Linked DNA regions of Sus scrofa: all the other regions are linked to region 3. The links are chromatin contacts, called in public Hi-C and HiChIP or PLAC-seq maps. All regions are on one chromosome and are shown on one strand. The core of a region is the stretch at or near the end of the contact, and the rest is flanking DNA. Distances in the headings are between cores, read along the strand shown.

The links. A called contact is a pair of places that touch in the nucleus more often than the background predicts. HiChIP or PLAC-seq counts read pairs in DNA pulled down with a chosen protein or histone mark.
Region 1: a Hi-C map of liver shows a contact between it and region 3, with 6 times the contacts expected there. The contact joins the promoter of SNF8 here to the promoter of ATP5G1 in region 3. A contact is called at or near these places in 1 of 5 promoter capture datasets (liver), 5 of 47 Hi-C or Micro-C datasets (blood, heart right ventricle, liver and 1 more) and 2 of 2 datasets of contacts at active chromatin or transcription factors (alveolar macrophages and skeletal muscle).
Region 2: a contact with region 3 is called in an H3K27ac HiChIP or PLAC-seq map of alveolar macrophages. The contact joins the promoter of CALCOCO2 here to the promoter of ATP5G1 in region 3. A contact is called at or near these places in 3 of 47 Hi-C or Micro-C datasets (liver and skeletal muscle) and 2 of 2 datasets of contacts at active chromatin or transcription factors (alveolar macrophages and skeletal muscle).

What each region holds. Positions count from the first base shown.
Region 1 is chr12:25,151,333-25,154,150 of Sscrofa11.1, reverse strand. SNF8 (vacuolar-sorting protein SNF8) reads left to right here and starts at 1,304. Exons shown (of 8, transcript XM_003358083.4): 1 at 1,304-1,459; 2 at 1,822-1,872. The coding sequence starts at 1,406.
Region 2 is chr12:25,048,661-25,051,376 of Sscrofa11.1, reverse strand. CALCOCO2 (calcium-binding and coiled-coil domain-containing protein 2) reads right to left here and starts at 1,369. Exons shown (of 13, transcript XM_003131552.4): 1 at 1,248-1,369.
Region 3 is chr12:25,109,386-25,112,230 of Sscrofa11.1, reverse strand. ATP5G1 (ATP synthase, H+ transporting, mitochondrial Fo complex subunit C1 (subunit 9)) reads right to left here and starts at 1,414. Exons shown (of 5, transcript NM_001025218.2): 1 at 1,328-1,414; 2 at 776-823. The coding sequence starts at 814.

The DNA.
Region 1 (2,818 bases), core at 55-2,554, 42 kb before region 3:
TTTCTCATAAACATCCAGATGCAGGCAGCCCAGGGCTGGTGTGACAGCTTGCTCCATGAAATCCTCAGGGACCCATATTCATTGGGCTCATTGCTCCAACATCCGTCAAGGGCCCAAGTGACAATTAAGTATCCTGCCACCAATCTCTGCTTCCAGCCTTTTTTTTGTCCTTTTTCTTGAAACTTCTCTGGTAACTTTATTCACATTCATGATTTCACCTTGATCTGTAGCCCAGCCCAGTTCTCTGTGAATGTCATACCAGTACATTGAATGACAATTCTTTCCTGTGATGTCCCACAAACCTCAATTTCAACATTTTTGAAACCACTCTTAATTATTTCCCTGACTTCATCCTGTGGTCTCTTCCCACCCTCTTTCTGAACCGCACCACTGTGTTGCCCAAGCCAGGAAATTGATCATCCTGCTAACTTTTCCCATCAGCTCTGCTCTTGTTTTACCAATTTCACCATTCTACCTTCTTAACACGTCTTGAATTTGTCCCATTCTCTCTAGCCTTACACTATCTTAGTTCTGGTCCTCATCATTTCTACATTGGATTGCTACAACTGACTTAAAATGAAGCCTAGATTGCCATTAATTCTTCTATAACGAAAACTTGGTATTATTACCCCCTGGTTTAAGAAACCTCCATTAGATCCTTTTTTGTTGTTGTTGGACTCAACAATGCTATGGAAGTCACTTATGGAGCTTCCTAAACACACAGATGACTGATTCATCTCTAGATCTGATGAAACAAACATAGCTGAAATTCATTTATGTACCAGGCATTGCACTAAATGCTTTGTTTTATATTTTTTGGCTTAATTCTCACAATTTTGAATAGGTATGACTCTTTCGCAATCTGGAAAATGGAATACAAGAGATCAAAGAATATGCCTGAAATGACTGCACTGTATGTAGGGAAAGAGACCTACGGAACGAGGTAATCTAACTCAATATAGAGTTTTTAACTGTAACGCCTTCCCCAGTCACAAGCTCTAAGTGTGATTCAGGGTGGGCTCCAATGGCATAGAACAGATTGTTTTATGCTCATTTTGGAACCCTCGGTGCCCAACTCAGGGCGTGGCACACAGCAGACTGCCAGCAGACGGAGGGTGGCAGTAGAGGACAGTCGCAGGAAGTCGAGAGGGTCCGAAAAGTGCACGTAGGTGGGGAGCACCCGGCCACAAGGAGTTTTCCGTATCCCTGCGGGAGCGAGGGGCGGGGCTGTTGGGCCCCTGACTGTGAGACAGGTCGACCCCCGCGACCGGAAGTTCGGGCGTAGCTTCCGGCGCGCGGAGATGACGCACGACCCGCGCTTCCGCGTCGGGGGAGCCGGCGGCGGATCCCGGGACGCGGAGACCCGGGGTCCCGGCAGCTGGGTGGCCTGCGGGCCACGGCGGGGATGCACCGCCGCGGGGTGGGCGCTGGCGCCATCGCCAAGAAGAAGCTTGCCGAGGTGAGTGGAAGGAGGCGGGCCCGCAGCCACACCTGACCCGCGGGAGACAGAAGTCTCTCCAAGCAGAGCTCTATACCCTCAAATCGCCTCCCAGTAGCATCTGACGTGGGCTTCTCTGGTCCTGGAGAACTGAGTTTCTCTAGCTTCCGGTGGCTTGGAACGTCAGCATCCCCAGATCCATCAGCCCTTTCCCTCACTTCGCGCAATTTGGCTCCAGACGTGTCTGTTCTACTTCCTGACTCCCTCTCCCTAGGAAAACCCATTTGCGAGACGCTCCTCTTTTCATACCTTTGCGGAGACAGTACAAGTGGGAGCCTTCAGCACCCACTTTCTGAACTCATGCTTGTTTCTTTGTCTGACAGGCCAAGTATAAGGAGCGAGGGACTGTCTTGGCTGAGGACCAACTGGCCCAGGTGAGTGGGTTGGAGGGTCCAGACAGCGAGGGAGACCCCACAGGCTGGGCAAAACACTTTAAAATTTTTAAAAAAATTTTTTAACTCAATGAATTTTATTACATTTATAGTTATACGATGATCATCACAACCCAGTTTTATAGCATTTCCATCCCTTTTTGATATAAACCGGATTGTTTGGATCTAACTAAAAATAGGGTATTTGGAGTTCCCTGGTGGTTTAGCGGTTAAGCGGTTATTACTGCTGTGGCTTGGGTGGTTCAGGTTTGATCCCTGGCCTGGGAACTTCCAAATACCACTGGGTTCGGCCAAAAAATAAATGATGGTAATAATAAAAAAATAAAAATAGGGTATTAGGTAAATCCCAGTCTCTAGGCTGCTCAGATCTTGCTAATAACAGTGAGAGCCAACATCTTTGAGTGATTACCTGCTCGTAGCATCCCAGGCACTTGTCCGTTTTCTTTAAATGTCCTATCTTTCTCCTGACAATTCTGTCAGGAAGGAATTCTCTTTTTCAGTTTAGAATTGAGGGCACCGAAGTGTTAGGTGCTATATCCAAGGTTACATGAGTAGTAAGTTGGGGAGTGGGGAGTCGAGTTAGGTCTTTTGAGTTTTTCCCTCCCCTGCCTCCTTTTTGGCCACCCTTTGTCATGTGGAAGTTCCTGGGCCAGGGATCAAATCTGAGACTCACCTGGGACCCACGCTGCAGCTGTGGCCATAGCTTAAACCACTGTGCCAGGCATGGCACGGTGTGGTGATCCTTAACCCACTGTGCCAGGCAGGGGATCAAACCTGTGCCCTTGCAGAGGCCCAGGCCACTATAGAGACAACAGCAGTTCCACTGTGCCACAGAAGGAACTCCTGAATTTTTACTTTAAATGCCTAAGGATAACAGGAAAATATTGCCTAACCAATGGTACCCACCACCACCAACACATCTAGGTGC
Region 2 (2,716 bases), core at 120-2,619, 61 kb after region 3:
TGGGTTCCTGTCTTAGTTCTGCTACTGACTAGCTCTGAGATCCTGGCCAAGTCACACTACCTCCTTTTAGGCCTCATCAGCAAAATGCGTGGATCAGGCTAGAAAAGCTCTAAGAAGCTTTCCAGCTACATATAATGATGATTCCAAGGAAGTGAAAGAGCTTGTCTTTTCATCTAAGAAAATGGGGAAGCATGGTAGTACATTTATAAAAAGCACAGTAGAAAATTTTAACTATTGGTACTATTTGAATCCAAAGACAAGACGACTTGTTAGTGCTACATAACCCCCGCTGACTACCTCTCTCAGGGTCCTTTGTGCTCCACAGCCATCATGTCTGCAAAGAGGTAGTTTCAGGTAGAGGCCCTCTGAAACTACCTGTGAAAGTGTGTCATTGGATACTCCTTAATCATGTGTTCTACATAATCTACAAAGACCTACTGTATTAAGTCTTTTGTTTTTAGCAGTTTTCGCAATAGTGGGGATGTTATAATACGTAGCATTTGTACTATTCTACTCAGCTCCAACCATGGCCACTTGTTGGCTTACACCAACCAGGAGCAAAGAATCCAAGTGATGGAAAAAAGTTAATATGCCCTGGATTTAATATGAAATCATAATGAGGCCCCAAATTAAACTGGGGGGGACGGTGGCGGCGGGGAGGAAGTATGGGAAAAAACTCCATGGTAAAGAAGCAAGTCATCGCACGCCAGCTGCTCTTTCTTCTCGGCTGTCTAGAACGTCTCCTCCAATTACAGATGGCCTCAACTGAAGGAAAGGGGGACTTCAGGGATCAGGACAGCGAAAATGAGGTCTCAAGAGAAAGTAAATTGCCTCGAGTGACCGGGCAGGATCCCGCCTCGGCGACGAAGCAGAAGGCGATGACGTCAAGCATGCGGTTAACGAACCAGCACAAGCTCGGCTAGCGAGAGAGGTCATGACGTCAAGACCCTCGCTCCGGTCCGAAGGTTCCTTCGGTCTCATGAGCCGCCCACCCCGCCCCGGACCCTGAAACCTTGCCCTCCTTGGGAGATAAACTGCCTTCAACCCTCCAAGGCGACGGAGGGGCTCCAAGGACTCCATGACGCCACTCCCACTTACAGTCACCCTAGAAAGATGGAAGGAGGTGAAAACCGAAACCGGCAGCACCTCTACCCGCCCAGGGCCTTTTCTCAGGGCTGGAAGTGTAAAGTCGGAGAACGCGAGGCCCCAACCGTCCCTGATTGCCCTCTTTCACTCCAGGGACTCACCGGGGGAAGCAACCAGCCGCGGCGCAACAGCAACAGGGCGGGGAAGGGGACAGGGGCGGGGCTAAAAGCCGAGAGGAGCTGTCCCGTCTGACCACGCCCACTACGTCATAACGGTCAGGAAGCTCCGCCCCCACCGCGGTGCTTTTGGGGACTTGTAGTGCTCCGTTGGCAGGGCCCCCGGGCTGCTCCACTGTTCTTAACGTTTTCCCCAGTCCAGAGCAGCGATCGCATTGCAGGGAGCCCCTTTCTGCCCCTAGAACGAGCTGTTGACTTACCTCTTTTTTTTTTTTTTTAACTTTTATTTCTTTCAGTCCTGAACAAGAAAGCTACAAACGTTTGAAGGACCTTTGGGAGGTCATCTTCATTTTTCTCCCGTTTCCACGTAAAACTTCATCAAGAATCTTACAGATGAGAATCCCTTTGGCATTTAATTATGCCTCCCACTTGCCCCCAAGGAGACCCAATAGTTCCCCTGGGTGCCCAGGTTCGTGTTTCATCATTATACCTGTAAAAAGAAGTTATTCTTTAGTGTTCACTCTTCCTCATTGGAGTAAGAAGAAACTCAGCAAGAATCCTGCTAAGTCAGTTTAGAGGAAATTCCCCACTCTTGATAGCTCATCAAACCCTGGCCTGCCTTCAGCACTGCAATTCTGTAAGTCGGTTTAGCAACAATCCGCCATCCTTGAGGTCGCTTCTTAGTGATTTTCCATCCACTTATCCTTATTTGGAGTTGAGTGCAGTCTCTCTCCCCTAATGTAATGTCCCTATTGCAGTAATCCTGAATAAAGTCTCTTACTGTATTATTGTCAGAATAATTATTTCTTGACACTGCACATGCTGTCTATGGAAGGTTAAATTCAGAAGTGCCCCTTCTCCAAGGAGCAGCAACTGTTAATCAGGAAGGAAACTCTTCCAAGCCATCTAACCAGCGAACTTATGCCCTAAAGCCACTTGAGGTTTCAGGCAGGAGGAGGAGCATTCCTAATTCTGCCTTCTTCTTTTTTTTTTTTTTTTTTTTTGTCTTTTTGTTGTTGTTGTTGTTGTTGTTGCTATTTCTTGGGCCGCTCCCGCGGCATATGGAGGTTCCCAGGCTAGGGGTGGAATCGGAGCTGTAGCCACCAGCCTACGCCAGAGCCACAGCAACGCGGGATCCGAGCCGCGTCTGCAACCTACACCACAGCTCACGGCAACGCCGGATCGTTAACCCACTGAGCAAGGGCAGGGACCGAACCCGCAACCTCATGGTTCCTAGTTGGATTCGTTAACCACTGCGCCACGAAGGGAACTCCTAATTCTGCCTTCTCACAAGACTGGTGACACCCAACTGAAAGGATGCTGGGAATTCGGGAGTAAACCTGGGTGGGAGTGGGGTTTCTGTTGAAAGTTCAAGTCATCGTCTAAGCTACCAAAATAGTACTCTTCCATTTTTAAACTCTGTCTGCAGGGATAAGTAACTTCAGAATCCTGAA
Region 3 (2,845 bases), core at 165-2,664:
CTGTCTCAACCAGAGAGGGCTGTCCTGAGACCAGGGTGTCATCAGCAGTGGCAACCTTCCCATTTACCTTCCCAGGTAAGGAGGTTCACTTCTGTGGGCACAGCACTTAATCAGTATCTCAGAAGGGACCAAAAAAACCCAAAAACAAACACACGCAAAACACCGCACACTAGTATCAAACCAAGTACAGGAAGGGTTTGTACCCAGATCACCAAATGAATCAAAAGAGGAAAATCTTACTTTGCTAAAAATGCAATCACGGTTACACACCCTGAATGGAGTGGGCCAGTGAGCCTGGTAAGGCTCCTGAAACAGTCACCTAAGCAAAGACTCCTGCAACAGTTTTCTTAAAAATTTCAACAAATACAACGTAGCCGTTCTCAAACATGGCTTAACATTCACATCATCTCGGGAGTTCCAAAAAACAGAACAAAACAAATGTATAGATTCCACCCCACGGGGGGTAGTCTGGGCGTTAGACTATTTAAAAGCTACCCCATTCCAATGTACAGCCAAAGCTGAGAATCACTGCTTCAGTGGGCTGTCTAGCTATAAGTCAGACAAGGAGTAAAAAGGTCAGATCCAGATTCTGACCACATTCCAAAGCCAAGACAATTTGGTTTACAGGCCCAAATAATCAAAGGTTAACTGCATCACATCCTACAGCTTCCCTAAAGGGGCAACAACAGCAGGATGCCAAGCTCCTCTCAGTTCATTCATTAAACGCTGATGGCTCTACCTGGCGTTACAGGGCACCCCGGAGCCACAAGCTTACCAGAGCAGGAGAAATGAGTAGCGCCCCGGTGGTTTGCATTTTTTCTGTCTGCAGAGAAAAAAGAAAAAATCCACTGGCACCCTGGTGGTTTGCTTATAGTGGCGACCTTCGGTCGTCCCCTTCACCCCGCCCGTCCTCCCTGGACCACGCTCTTCCTCGAATGGTGCACCAGCTGAGGAGAACATTAGAGGTCAGAAGGACTGGGCGAATTCCCGGTCCACCACTTTCAGCGCGACAGGTCTGCAAAGGAAGGTCATGGAAATCGGAAGTACAGGAAGGAGGCCCGGCCCAGGAGGGAAATGCTATCCCAAGAGGATGGTCTCCGGGGAAGACTGGACGTTAAAGCTGGGCAGATGCCGTTCAGAGTCTGCCTAATTTTACACAGCTGTCCACAGTCCGCTTAAACCAGGGCAGTTACCCATTACGGTTGGTAATTAACATTAATTGTTAAGGCTATAGAGGCTCGTCGCCTTTCCCGGCCCTAGGGGCAAATGCCCCTCCACACAACCCGGCCACAGCCCTGCCAAGTACTGGCTTTCGGCCCCAAGTCACCTGCACTCTCACTGCCCCGCTGCCCCGGCTTGGAACACAGCGCTCGCCCGGCTCAAGGTGACTGACTCACCTCCCGGCTTTAGCTGTAGGACTCAGCACTCAGCGCCCCCACCCACGTGTCCGGGGGTCCCCCTACTCTCATTGGCCGCAATCCTCTCGCACCCTCATTGGCTAACATCTTAGATTCCTCCCTTCTCATTGGTTTCCTGTAGCGCCTTCCTCTCTCTCCACAGGAGCTTCGTGGCAGTTCCCGCCTCCCTGCGGGTAGAGGCGGGGTTTTCCTTCAAGGTCTGGCTTCCGATTGGACGATCTCTGAATTGCGGACCATAGAGTCGAGGGACTCAGGTTCCATTGCCTCCCGCACAAAATGGCGGCCAAGGTGGAAAGCTGCAGAAAAAGGCGTGGGAGAGATGACCGGACGCCTTACGCAGATAGACACATGACCTTGGACCTTAGCCTTCATTCGAGAACGAGGGCCTGGAGGCGCGTTGCATGTTGGGTCTTGTAGTCGCGTCAGAGGTTCCAAGGGCGATTGAGATCCCGCGAGACGTTCCTCCCCAGACTGGGAGAGCCAACGCCTTTGCAGTAATTTTCGCCTAGTGATTTGTGGAAGGCATGTTTCCGCCATGAAACATAAGGGCCAGCTGTCGCCTAGGTTCTTTGCTAACGTTCGAGCTCGCCTTTGTGGGTTTTTGCCAGTGTTGAGCAGTCATGCAGTAGCAACCACTGGGTTGTTGTTCTTAAGTATATTTGTATTGCAAAAGCAATCTGATAGAGATAGGAGGAAAGAGTTGGAACTAAAAAAATGTAAATTGAGGGAAAGAATGTGCAACTAAGCTAGTCAAAGAAACATAACTTTAAATGCAGCATTTCTTACCAAAAGAGTAGAGTTTTTTAAAATTAATGTGAGCCAGGCACTTTTTTGGGGGGAGGCAGGCAGGGGGCTGCAGGCATGCAGAAATTACCAGGCCAGGAATTCAGCCTGAGCCTCAACAGTGACATTGCCACCGCCTAGAACCTTTCTTTTCTTTTCTTTTCCTTTTTTTTTTTTTTTTGGCCACACCTGTTGCATATGGAAGATCTTGGGCAAAGGGTTGAATTGGAACTGCAGCTACAGGCCCACAGCACCCACAAGCAACCCCAGATCTGGGCTGCATCTGCGACCTAGGGTGCAGTTTGTGGCAACCCTGGACCCTCACCAACACTGTGTTGGGGTCTTAATCTGCAGTGCCACAACAGGAACCACCCTAGAACCTTTCTTGAAAGCAATTTGGCAATGTTTGTTGAAAGGCTTTGTTTTTTGTGGTTTTTTTAAAAAAATTAAATTGTATTGAAGTATAGTTGATCTATGATGTTGTATTGATTGTTAAAAGACATCCTCTTTGAGTTCCCGTCGTGGCTCAGCAGTTAACAAACCTGACTAGCATCCATGAGGACATGAGTTCGATCCCTAGCCTCACTTAGCGGGATAAGGATCAGCATTGCCGTGAGCTGTGGTGTAGATTGGCAGATGAGGCT